Linked DNA regions of Mus musculus: region 1 is linked to region 2. Evidence: chromatin contacts called from public Hi-C data. All regions are on one chromosome and are shown on one strand. Each heading gives the region's core, a stretch centred on a gene start, on an enhancer-like site or on the middle of the called end of the contact. The rest is flanking DNA. Distances are from core to core; before and after follow the strand shown.

Region 1 (5,264 bases), core at 123-2,622, 710 kb after region 2:
TGGGATGGTGGGTTTGCAGAGGGAAGACTGGGAAGGGGGACATTTGAAACAACCTCCATGACAGTAGAGAGAGAGGGGAGAATTGGGAGTATGCAGCAGGACTGCTCAGCATTCAACTTAGTGCCCCTAAGCAGAGCCTGTGTGTCTCAGTACTTGTGCAGTGCTGACTCTGAGCAGCCACTCAGAACATGTCAATAAATTATGCAAAAATGCAATGAAGGCAGAAGTTACAAAGAAGAGATAAATAACAGAGGAAGGGTTATCACATCCTGAGGACCCCATTCAGATCAAAGCTCCATTCAGTAAGGGACCATCAAGCCCAAAGATTGAGGCATCGTGAAAATGAAATTTGTAAGATCTAAACAGACAAGAGAGGACAGTAAATCCTGGTAAAAAGAGAACATGTCATACTTTGGTATTAAGCCAATTTCAAATCCAATCTCAAAGCGCGTGCTTCAAAATATAGATTTAAAAAAAAAAAACAGTCTCACAGAAGTATTACTCAAAAGCAAGTGTGATTTCGGATCACTTTTCAATACCATGTTTATTTTGGGAAAATCAAAAACGGCCGAACCTTGTCATCTGTTCCCCGGGTTCTTTTCTCTTCTCGTTCTCTTGCCTCTCCAGTTGCCTTCATTTAAAAACTGTCACATGCGCTGTCAGAAGACTAGGTTACAGCTTGAATTGCAAAAGCAAATAATGAGCAGTTTCTTTTTGTAAAAGGGAGATTACATCCCCCTCAACTGCATGTGATGACAGCAGAGACAATGGAACTGGCGAGAATTTTCTCTCAGGGTACCTTTCTCTAAGATGGAATAGACTCTTTGATCTCTAAAGGCTACTACTTAATAAGCAATCTCAAGTCTAGCCTGCTCCTCCTAGGAAGAAAGTTGAAATCCAAGCCCCAAACACTGTCTGCCTGCAGGTTCTCCCTAGAGCAGGAACCAGGCATCTTTGGTATAACTTAGCATCTTTCTCTGGCTGCCTTTGGAGGGCATCAGCCCTTACTGTCCTGTTCCCCTCTTACCATCTCTACCTGGCTCTTACCTAAAACCCTTTCACTGAATATCTCCTTGTTAGCTATTTCACAAGTCAGGAATCCTGTTGTTTCCTAAGCGTGTTAAATCATGTGAATCCTTTAGTATGCTCATAAAATATAAGATTCTCACAGAATCCTCCCTTGGATGTCATGAATCAATAGGTCTGGGACTGTGCCCAGGCTGCTCCATTAAAATGTAAATGCCTCAAAGCAGATATGAGAACCCTGGGCTCCTGTTTTATTCATTTTAGTTTGTTTGTATCTCTCCTCTTTCAGAGAACTGGAGGGTGCACGAGCCACAAAGTGGCCTGAAAGAAACTTTGCCAGATTCACAGTGTGAGGATCATTATCCCAAGCTGCCTGTCACTACTCAGCTGGGTAGCCATAGAAACACTGTGCCCCTCCCCCCACCTCCTAACACACCTGCACTGTAAGAGCTCTGGGGTCCATAGCCCCAAGGATCTCAGCTCTGAGCAAATGCCAAAAGGAACCATTCCCATCTGCCATCTGCTAAACGGTTAGTTGTATGCCCACAAAAGGCATATGGAATGTCCTAACTCCTACTCTTCCATCATGTGACCTTATGTGTGAACAGAAGGGGTCCCCACACCGTGATACAGCTTTGTCTTCCCATTCTCTCCTTCTCTTCCTCTTTTCTTCTTAATAATCCATCAAGCAGATATACTTACAGGGATAGGACTAGCTGTCCATTGAAACATTGTGAACCTGGGGCCATATTCTTCAAAAAGAAATAGGCTTTCTGTCCCCTGGAAGCCACCAGTTGTCACTAGCTCCTCAGCTAGGGGTGGGGCTTCATGACTTCATCCTACTCACTGATAAAATGTTGACTGCCTTGAACTCAGTCAAACACAGATGTTGTTGGTTTATGAATGTAGTGGCCTGGTCAAGTCTAGAAGGAACTGTTTTGCCCTGGTTCTCCCAATCTCTGGTTCTTAAAATCTTTCTACTTCCTCTTCTGCAGTTTTCTTAACTAGCTTACTTTGTCCTTATCTATCAGAGGAGAACAATTTTAAGTATCCATAACATTGTGTGTGTGTGTGTGTGTGTGTGTGAGAGAGAGAGAGAGAGAGAGAGAGAGAGAGAGAGAGAGAGAGAGATTCATATAAAGATTTACTGAGATAACGTGAACAATAGTTAACCCATTGTCAATGTACACAACCTGTACTCATCAGGCATTAAGGGAATCCCATTAAGGGATTCTCTGGATCAGACTGAACTGTGAAGGATTTTTTTTAATTGAGTTCATTGAAGAGGGAAGAGGTACCCTGAGTATGGGCTGCACTATTTCATAGGCTGGGTCCTGAAATGATGGACAAAGTGAGCAAGTCCATTCATGCAATTATGTCTCTCTGGTCTGACTCTGGATGTCAGGATGACTGGCTACTTCGAGCTCCTCCTGCTCTGACTTCCCCATAAGGTTGGAAACTGTCAGGTAAAATAAACCCTTTCCCCCCTAAACTGCTTTTGCTAAGATATTTTATCAAAGCAATATAAAATAAACTGGGGACACATATAAACAGCAATTTACATGGTGTCTGCTATACAGCAAGACTGAGCAACTGTTAGTAATTTCATTATCATACATAGTATATGGGATAAATTTGCTCACCCTTTTCTCTATACATATATCTTGCCATCACTATCATGGCTACCATCATCCTCATTATCAAGTCTTATATTTGGAAAGCATTATGGATATTTAAAGTCTATGGAATGACCCCTTGTTGGATACAAACAAGATGAAACAGAATGCTTGATAGCATAAAAGCAAGGAAAACAGAAAATTAAGAAACATTAAGGAAGCATTTATTCCAAACCATTCAAAAAATAAATACCAGCTCTAACAAATATAGGCATTTTCATCCACCTAGAATTCCAGAATATGACCTTATCTGGAAATAGCTTTTTAAAAGAAATTAGTTGAGAGATGGTAACACTGTATTCAACCATACTCTTCATGTTATATGATTGATATTTTATTTATCTTATCATAAAGAGGCAAATATTCTTCTCCTGAGTTGTAAAAGCATAAAAATAGAGAGTAGAGATTTAAATACAGAAGGTCACTTTTTAAATAAAATGGACAGAAGTTTTTCAATTTAAAAAAATCTATAGTCAAATGTTAACTTCAATTCCTCTAACTAACCATTAAGTGAAATAAATTGATAATATAAGTATAATGGGATGTCCCACAAATTTAATAATAATATAAATACTGTAAGTCTCAGCCTTCCTGTAACAACTTATTCCAATATTTCCCTCTCTCTTTACATGTTATTTTTACCTATGGGTGTCTCTGGATGTGTGGATGTATACACTCACTAACTGAACTAGAGGGAAGTTTGTTATCACTGGGCCCCACTCTAATGCAATAAAACCTCATCTTAACTAGTGACATTGGGAAAGACTCAACACATTCTGATGTTCTGATCAGTACTCTTCAATATTGTACTACAGAGAAGAGTCTCAAAAACAATATCAAATGTGAAAAGGGTTCAAGCCACTCTTCTCAGCTATGACAAAGTAAAGCAGAAGAGAATAAAACTTTGACATTTAGGGCTTTTCTCCTGAATTACTCCCAAAGGCAAATGAGAAATTAAGATCTGTAACAATATACAATTAGAAATATAGGGAAACTATCGGGGGTAGTGCAAAGTTCAGTAATGAAGCTTTTACCTGGTCCATGCAAGGTGCTGGATTTCACACACACACACACACACACACACACACACACACACACCCCACCACCACCACCACCACCACCACCACCACCACCACCACAACAACAACAACAACAACAACAAAAGCAAATAACAAAAGGAAACAAGTAGGGACAAAAGTGGTGCTTTGGAAATGACTCTGAGAACACTGCCTAATGACACTTGGAGGCAATCAACATCCTTAAGGTATCACACAAAGGAAATGACAGCATGAGCCAACCATTCAACTCACAACACCTGGAAAACAACAAAGTGAAGCTGGGAGAATAAATAGCAAATGGAAAAGGAGGCACAAAATATACAGTATCTGGAGGCAGTGAGGCAGGCGACTCTACAGGGGAAGGCACCTGCCCATCAAGCCTGACAGCCTGAGTCCCATCCCCCTGAGCCCACGTGGTAGCAGGAGAGAACTGACTCCTCCAAGTTGTCCTCTAGTAACATCAATAAATATAAGTGACAGGACTTCAAATACGGTAATAAAGTGGACAAATCTCCAACCAGGATCATTAAAAGAAATAGAGGGAGAACAGAAGTAGATATATCAAGAGGACACACACAAATACATTAATGGGAAATATCCACAGTATAAAGGACAGTGCTTTTTAAGTCGAAAATCTTGAACAAAACTGTATGAACAGTGTTCCTGGAATCTCAGCACTGAGAAGCGAAGACAATAGGATCTCAAGTTCATGGCTGCTCTTGACTACAAAGTGGGGTCCGGTGGTCAAAACAAAAAAGGGCAGAGGTGTTCAGTAATAAGATGAAGTAAATCTACCCTAACATTAAGCCATCAACATCCTTCACAAGTCAAGCCAGAATTCATCTCCCCTGTATTTAAGGTCAGGTCAAAGATTCTCAGTCAACATTGTTTGAAAGCCATAATGAGTAGCATCAGACTTCCATACACATATGCTGCACTCTATTGTATGTGAGAAATAAAGGAGACAAGCCATTTTCCATGCAATAGAATCAGCACATGGGCATCACTCATGCATTTATTCTCCTTAAGTTCTTTTTCTTTAGTTCCATTGAACTATTTCTTTGTGTATTCTTCAAACTCTTTGAATTCTTTGACAAAGTTTATGAATGTTCTATTAAATTCTGTGTCATGGGATTCATGTAGGTAGTTCTTATTGGCAAACATTTCTACAGAACTAGTGAGCTTTGGAGAGGCAATACTGACTTGATCTTTCATGTTGCATATATTTTTGCAAGGAGATCTGTGCATGTGGGTTTGTTAAGTTTTGTGTCTAGTATGGAGAGAGTAAGTTGGGGCAGCAGAGAGAATGTACAAGTGGGTTGGGCCTCAAGGTTGAAAATGGTTTGATGGTTTGTATATGCTCAGCCCAAGGAGTAGCATGACTAGAAGGTGTGGCCCTGTTAGACTAGGTTTGTCACTGTAGCTGTGGTCTATAAGACCTTCATCCTAGCTGCTTGGAAGCCAATATTCTGCTAGCAACCTTCAGATGAAGATGTAGAACTCT
Region 2 (5,445 bases), core at 1,768-4,267:
AGGTTTCTAGGTTTTAAGATCCAAATCTAACCACAGCAAAGTATTATTTCTTTGCAAAACAGTCGAGAGAAGTCCAGGTTTGCTTTATGCCATTAAGAAATAACACACTAGCCATTTTTTAGTTAGACTAAGTTGTCTATCATCTTAGGGGAAATTATTTATTTAAACCCTTAAAAAATATCTGTCCAAGTAATCAGAAATTGTAGTACTCTTTCTGCAAGCCCCAGGTATTACTTAGTTATTCTCGAGTTACTTTAATATGATTTCTTTTGCAAAACGAATACAGTATCTGACCCTGTTTCTCTTATCTATATGATATTTGAAGTAAAGAAGGACAAATAGCAAGACGGCTTTCTATTTCCAAAACATGGCGTCTGTGAGAGAAGGCCATTGCTTTTCTCTGTGACTGAATGCCTCACAGACAGGCTGTTCTCTGGTCAGCAACACTGCTTATTTGCCGAGCCTGTCACCAGCAAATGGAAATAGAATCTATAATGAGCCAGACTCAGGGATCAGTCTCTGAAACCTTTTTTTCTTTTCTTTTCTTTTCTTTTCTTTTCTTTTCTTTTCTTTTCTTTTCTTTTCTTTTCTTTTCTTTTCTTTTCTTTTCTTCCTTTTCTTTTTCTTTTTTTTTCTTTTTTTTTTCTTTTGTCTATCTCCTCTTTGTTTGACCAGGTGGGTTCCTTAAAATACCATTATTTAATCGTGGCAAGTGAAAATCTGTTTTCAGGGGACCTGAAAATATCTAAGCCAAGTGTGATGGCTGAGAAGGAGGGAGAGAAGAGAAGAGAACTTCCCTATCATATGGTACAGTGAAAGGCTTGAAAAGACAGAGGTTGGGCTCACAGCTCTGGAAAAGTGGACTGGCCCTGGGTATGGTGGGGGACAGGGCACAGAGAGAATTTAGAGTGGGTCAGGTTTTCTCTATCTCTCCAAGAGTTAGCTATTTCATTTATACATTAAGCCAAGAACATAAAGGAAAATTAACCAGTTATGTAGACTGTTATAAACCCTGATTCCTGGCAAAACTCTTATCCTAGAGGTAGAAGAGAAATGAAGTAACTCAGGAGACAGAGTTAAAGACTCCAGGACACACTGCTTTTGTATCCATTAGCTTATGTTTTTTAAATCTGATTTTTTTTAAAACATAGTTTTAAGTGAGCATATTGGAGTCAGGTAAAGAATTGATGAAAAATTCCAGCAAATCTTCTGTGAAAACTCATGCATATTGATTACAGAAAAGATATACATTCATATGCACATTTTCTTCCTTGTGGCCTGGGAGATAGGGGTGTGTGTGTGTGTGTTCCAAGGTACACTGCTTAATTGTGAAAAAAATGCATAAAGATTAGGGGGAAAGGGCAAATGTATTTTGGTAATAAAGATCTGGATGACAGAAGGGAGAGAGAATCACAAATGTGAGAATACAAACCTTTACATATAAATAAAACACTAACCACAGGAAGAGAACAAATTAAAGTGTATGTTTGATTTTAGCTTTTAGGCCACTAAAAATATAATGTGGCTTTCCCTAAGAATGCCGACAAAGACTAATAATTTGTTTCTAAATGCCAAGAGCACAAGAGTATGTTCAGTACATCACTACTACCTGATATACAGTCTACAACTACAACTCTCCTTTGTAGGAGCGAAAACAAGATGAAATAAATGTATTCCCTAAATATCCACTGGTTTTACTGTGACATGCTGCCTAGAAACATCCTGACCACAAACGCTGTGACTGTCTACAACCTGTGAATGAGGCACAATCGCAAGAGCAGACCCCGGTGTACTTATTTGCCCCAACCCAACGTTACTGAGGCTTGTTTTTCTTTCTTTTGGGTTTACTTAATTCCTGCTAAGATTCTGAGAATGTGAGCTAAAACATACCCAGAGCAGCATGATTTTCCAAAGGCAGCTCTTTGTCCCTTTTTTCCATGCTTCTCAAAAGTTAATCCTGCCTACCAATCATTAAAGGAAGCAGGCCCTTTTACTGTTACACCGCTCTGCATCAGTGTCTATGGGGGTTGACAGAACACACACCCTCTAAGCATCTCACAGCCTTAGGTCCGCGTGTAACTACAACTCATTCGGAATTCTCATTCTAGTTTTCTGCAGAGGCAACAGCACAGCCACAGCGTATAGATAAGAGAGATTTCTTTACCTTTATTTTTAAAAGAGGTTAAAAAAATCATTTCGTGTCTTTTTCTCATGTATCCACAGAGAGAAGGTTAAAACTCCGTAGGTGTAGGTGGTTTGCCTGCCGAGCTGCCTCTGTGGGCCGGGCTCCGTTTACAAAGAAGCAAAAGAAGCAAAAGAAGCAAAAGAGAGGGGAAAAAAAAGGAAAAGGAAAAGAAAAAGAAAAAGAAAAAGAAAGAAAAAAACAACGATAACAAAAAAACCACGATTTTAGAATCTGTTCCAAGCCGTGTTTTGTGGACTGTGATGAATGGCATGTTGCCTTGGTAATTTCAATCTTGTCAAAAGCCTCAGGTTCCCAGCAGCAGAGCCCACCATGATTGGCTCCACCCGAGGGACGTGGATCTCGGGATTCCCTCCTAGCTAGCAGCAGTGACATCACCGCCACTCCTTAGCGGCGCAGGGCTGGCGCGGGAGGAGCGCCGGGAGGGGCGTTGCTGGGGTTTCCAGGGAAACACTGCAGCAGATGGCTAGCCTCAAGGAGCCAGAGCCACACATCTGCAGCGCGGCTGGTGGGGAGGATATTTTTGGAATATCTCTGCTCACTGAGGTCCGGCTAGTTCTGATATTTTCACCTCCATGCCTTTCAACCAGTGGGCTTATTTCTTCCCGAGTTCTTTTATTTCTGGAAAGGGGACTTTCTATTTTTACAGTAAGAACCGAGTCAGAAGGATCCCAACCAATCTTAAACTTCCATACTCCCCAGTTTTCTTTCTAATTCACCGGCCCCTCCTCACCAGACTGTCAAGGTGATTCAAGGAACACAAGGGCACATGTTGCTAAGGTAACGGGATTGAAAACCTGTCTGCGCGTGCAGAAGCATTCTAACCTGGGGTTTCCCTCATTTGCATTTTAAGACTCCTGGGCTGCAGCCTCCATGCAAGCTTAGTCCTTGTAGCAAGAATAAGACACATTTTAAAATAGTGATTGCTACCTCGAGGGTCAGTAAGCAGCTTGTACCACTGTGAGCTTAAATAAATTCAAGAAAAATATCAGGTGCCAACCATTTCCAGCTCCTTGGTGAGTGAACCAGTGCCAGGAAGAACAGGACCCTCTCCTCCACCACATTTTAAAACTGAGAGAAAGGAATTCCCTTTTTGCTTTTCTTCCAGAATTGCCCTTGACAGTATTTTCCAAGGTTAAACTTTGCCTTCACTCTTATTCCTGGTAACTTAGGACATCTCACTCCACATTCACAACAAAGGAGATCTAGGGTGGTGAGTCTTATCTGAAGTGACTGAAGTGAGAGGAAAAGGGTGCCTAGGATAAGAGAATTTCAGGCATGTTGATGTTAGTAAAGCATGAAACAAACACGCTCTCAGAGGTACCCATTCACTCCCCGAAGCGACTTGAATAAAACAACTGCATAGGATTTCTTCCCTGAACTGAACACAAACCAGATGTAATTCCAATAAGCCACAATAACCACACTGTCGAAACAGCATCTTGCGCACTTGTTTCTTGGTAAAGGAGGGGGTCAGGGGAGAGAATTACACTATAATTCTCTCAAATGAAACAGATCAAGTATTTCACAGTGTTTTGGCCCAAAGTTAAAGGGCTTCTGTGCACACTCAAGTGTGCATGAACAGGGAAACTGTAAAATAAAACAGCAGTTTCCTAGTGGATTTTTAGCAAGCCTAGGGACAGCAAACTGGGCAGTATGAAGCTGAAGGGAGAAGACAGGAGTGAAATGATAGCATTTGGGCAAAGGGGTCTGAATTCTTGGTGGTATGTTTCCACAGACTTGGAACTGCTTTTGTTCATTGGGAGGGGGGCAGGGGGATTCCCTTTAGTTTTGAAACCTAGGTGCACATCTTCTCTTCACTTTCACTGAGCTAAAGTTGCATAAAAGTCATTCCATGAAAGTGAGGGAGGAGATACATGAGAATGGCATTATTCCCATGGGTGGCACTTTCTGACCTGTGTGATGAGACTCAAGGTTTGTGGCGAAGGATTAACTCCGGTAAATTTCTGTGCCATGACAAGAATGCTCGTAATCATTCCAAGGGACCGTGATTTCTGTGATATCACCCACATTTCAGTGAGTGCTTGAAAATCATGCTTCTTGTTATTGAAGAAGCAAAGCTGCCCATTGATTCACCCACACTGGCAAGTGCTTAATAAGTTATAGTCTAACACCATAACACCATCAGCACAAGGAATAGAAGAATATATATATATAATTCTTCCTGACATGAAGTGTTTGTTTCCCAGGTTTGATTTTTGATTCTGGATAATGACTTTGAACATTGAGAGATCTTGTGTCTCTTGTCTAGAATAAACTGATTTTAAGTCTGTGACCACAAGGGCAAGGTTCATTCTTCCTTCTTCAACACTGAGCAACTTGATACATGAGATAAAGAACTGACTCAGCAGAAATAAACATTTAAAGACATCACTGGTCCAGCAGATACTTGCAGATGAGGATGCTGCATCTGTCAAGGCACCTGCTTCTACAGAGGCCACATGTGCAAGGAGAAATCTCACCCCAAAGCCATTTCTTGTGGACTACATGGAGACTAGAAACAGTTTCTAGTAGGATGGTTCGAATCCCTGGTGTTCCCCAAAGAGCCATGTGTTAAAAGGTTCAGTCCTTGGTACAGTGATGCTAGGTGATAGTTCGTTGTGGTTACTGGCCCACTTGTAATCCTAACATGTGGGTCAAAGACAGTGGGATCCCCACTACAGTCTACTAGCTACATCAGCCTGACTTGGTGAGCTCTGAATACAAGTGAGAGACTCCATATACAAGATGCAAAGTGACTAAGTAAGAGGATAACTCATGTTAATCTCTGGCCTCCACAAGCATGTCTGCCTGCCCAACATGTGAATGGGCATACATAGTACATGTATGCCATATGAATACACATGCACACATGCAGGAGACACAGTCATGTCAATGTCACAGAGGCAACAGGGATCATGGTTGGTGTTCACCTCTCTATGGAGAACTCAGTCTGGAGCCTGGCGTATAGCAGGGATGAACTAGAATGCATTTCACATGACCAGGGCTGCGTTTTTGTTTTGTCTCATGATGTGCTTGGTTACGCGTTCAGCATTGTCTGATGAAGAGAAGATACCCAGTAAACATCTCCAGGTTTGGAAGTTGATTTTTAAAAGATAAATTAACCTATTTTGTAAATAAACATGGGGACATTTTTTGGGGAGGGCACAGGAATATTCTTGGTAATGGATAAATGCTCCCTCTTTACCCACCTGTGTTGTTTTCTATGAGTGACTTCAAAT

Evidence for each region. Hi-C and Micro-C count contacts between places; a contact is called where the count stands out from the background.
Region 1: a Hi-C map of cortical neurons shows a contact between it and region 2, with 2.7 times the contacts expected there. The contact joins two enhancer-like sites. A contact is called at or near these places in 3 of 484 Hi-C or Micro-C datasets (adipose-derived mesenchymal stem cells, cerebral cortex and cortical neurons), 1 of 115 datasets of contacts at active chromatin or transcription factors (astrocytes) and 1 of 9 other capture datasets (embryonic stem cells).

The regions. Positions count from the first base shown.
Region 1 is chr8:33,003,404-33,008,667 of GRCm38.p6, forward strand. No RefSeq gene overlaps it. Among named protein-coding and RNA genes, the nearest start is that of Gm3985, 56 kb to the left of the region's middle. Within about 2 kb of position 1,373, at least 19 of the 459 cell types and tissues checked have an H3K27ac peak or open chromatin away from gene starts, as enhancers often do. A contact at or near this core is called in cortical neurons, where this site is marked.
Region 2 is chr8:32,290,669-32,296,113 of GRCm38.p6, forward strand. It overlaps a transcript of Nrg1 not described here. Among named protein-coding and RNA genes, the nearest start is that of Gm22140, 110 kb to the left of the region's middle. Within about 2 kb of position 3,018, at least 164 of the 459 cell types and tissues checked have an H3K27ac peak or open chromatin away from gene starts, as enhancers often do. A contact at or near this core is called in cortical neurons, where this site is marked.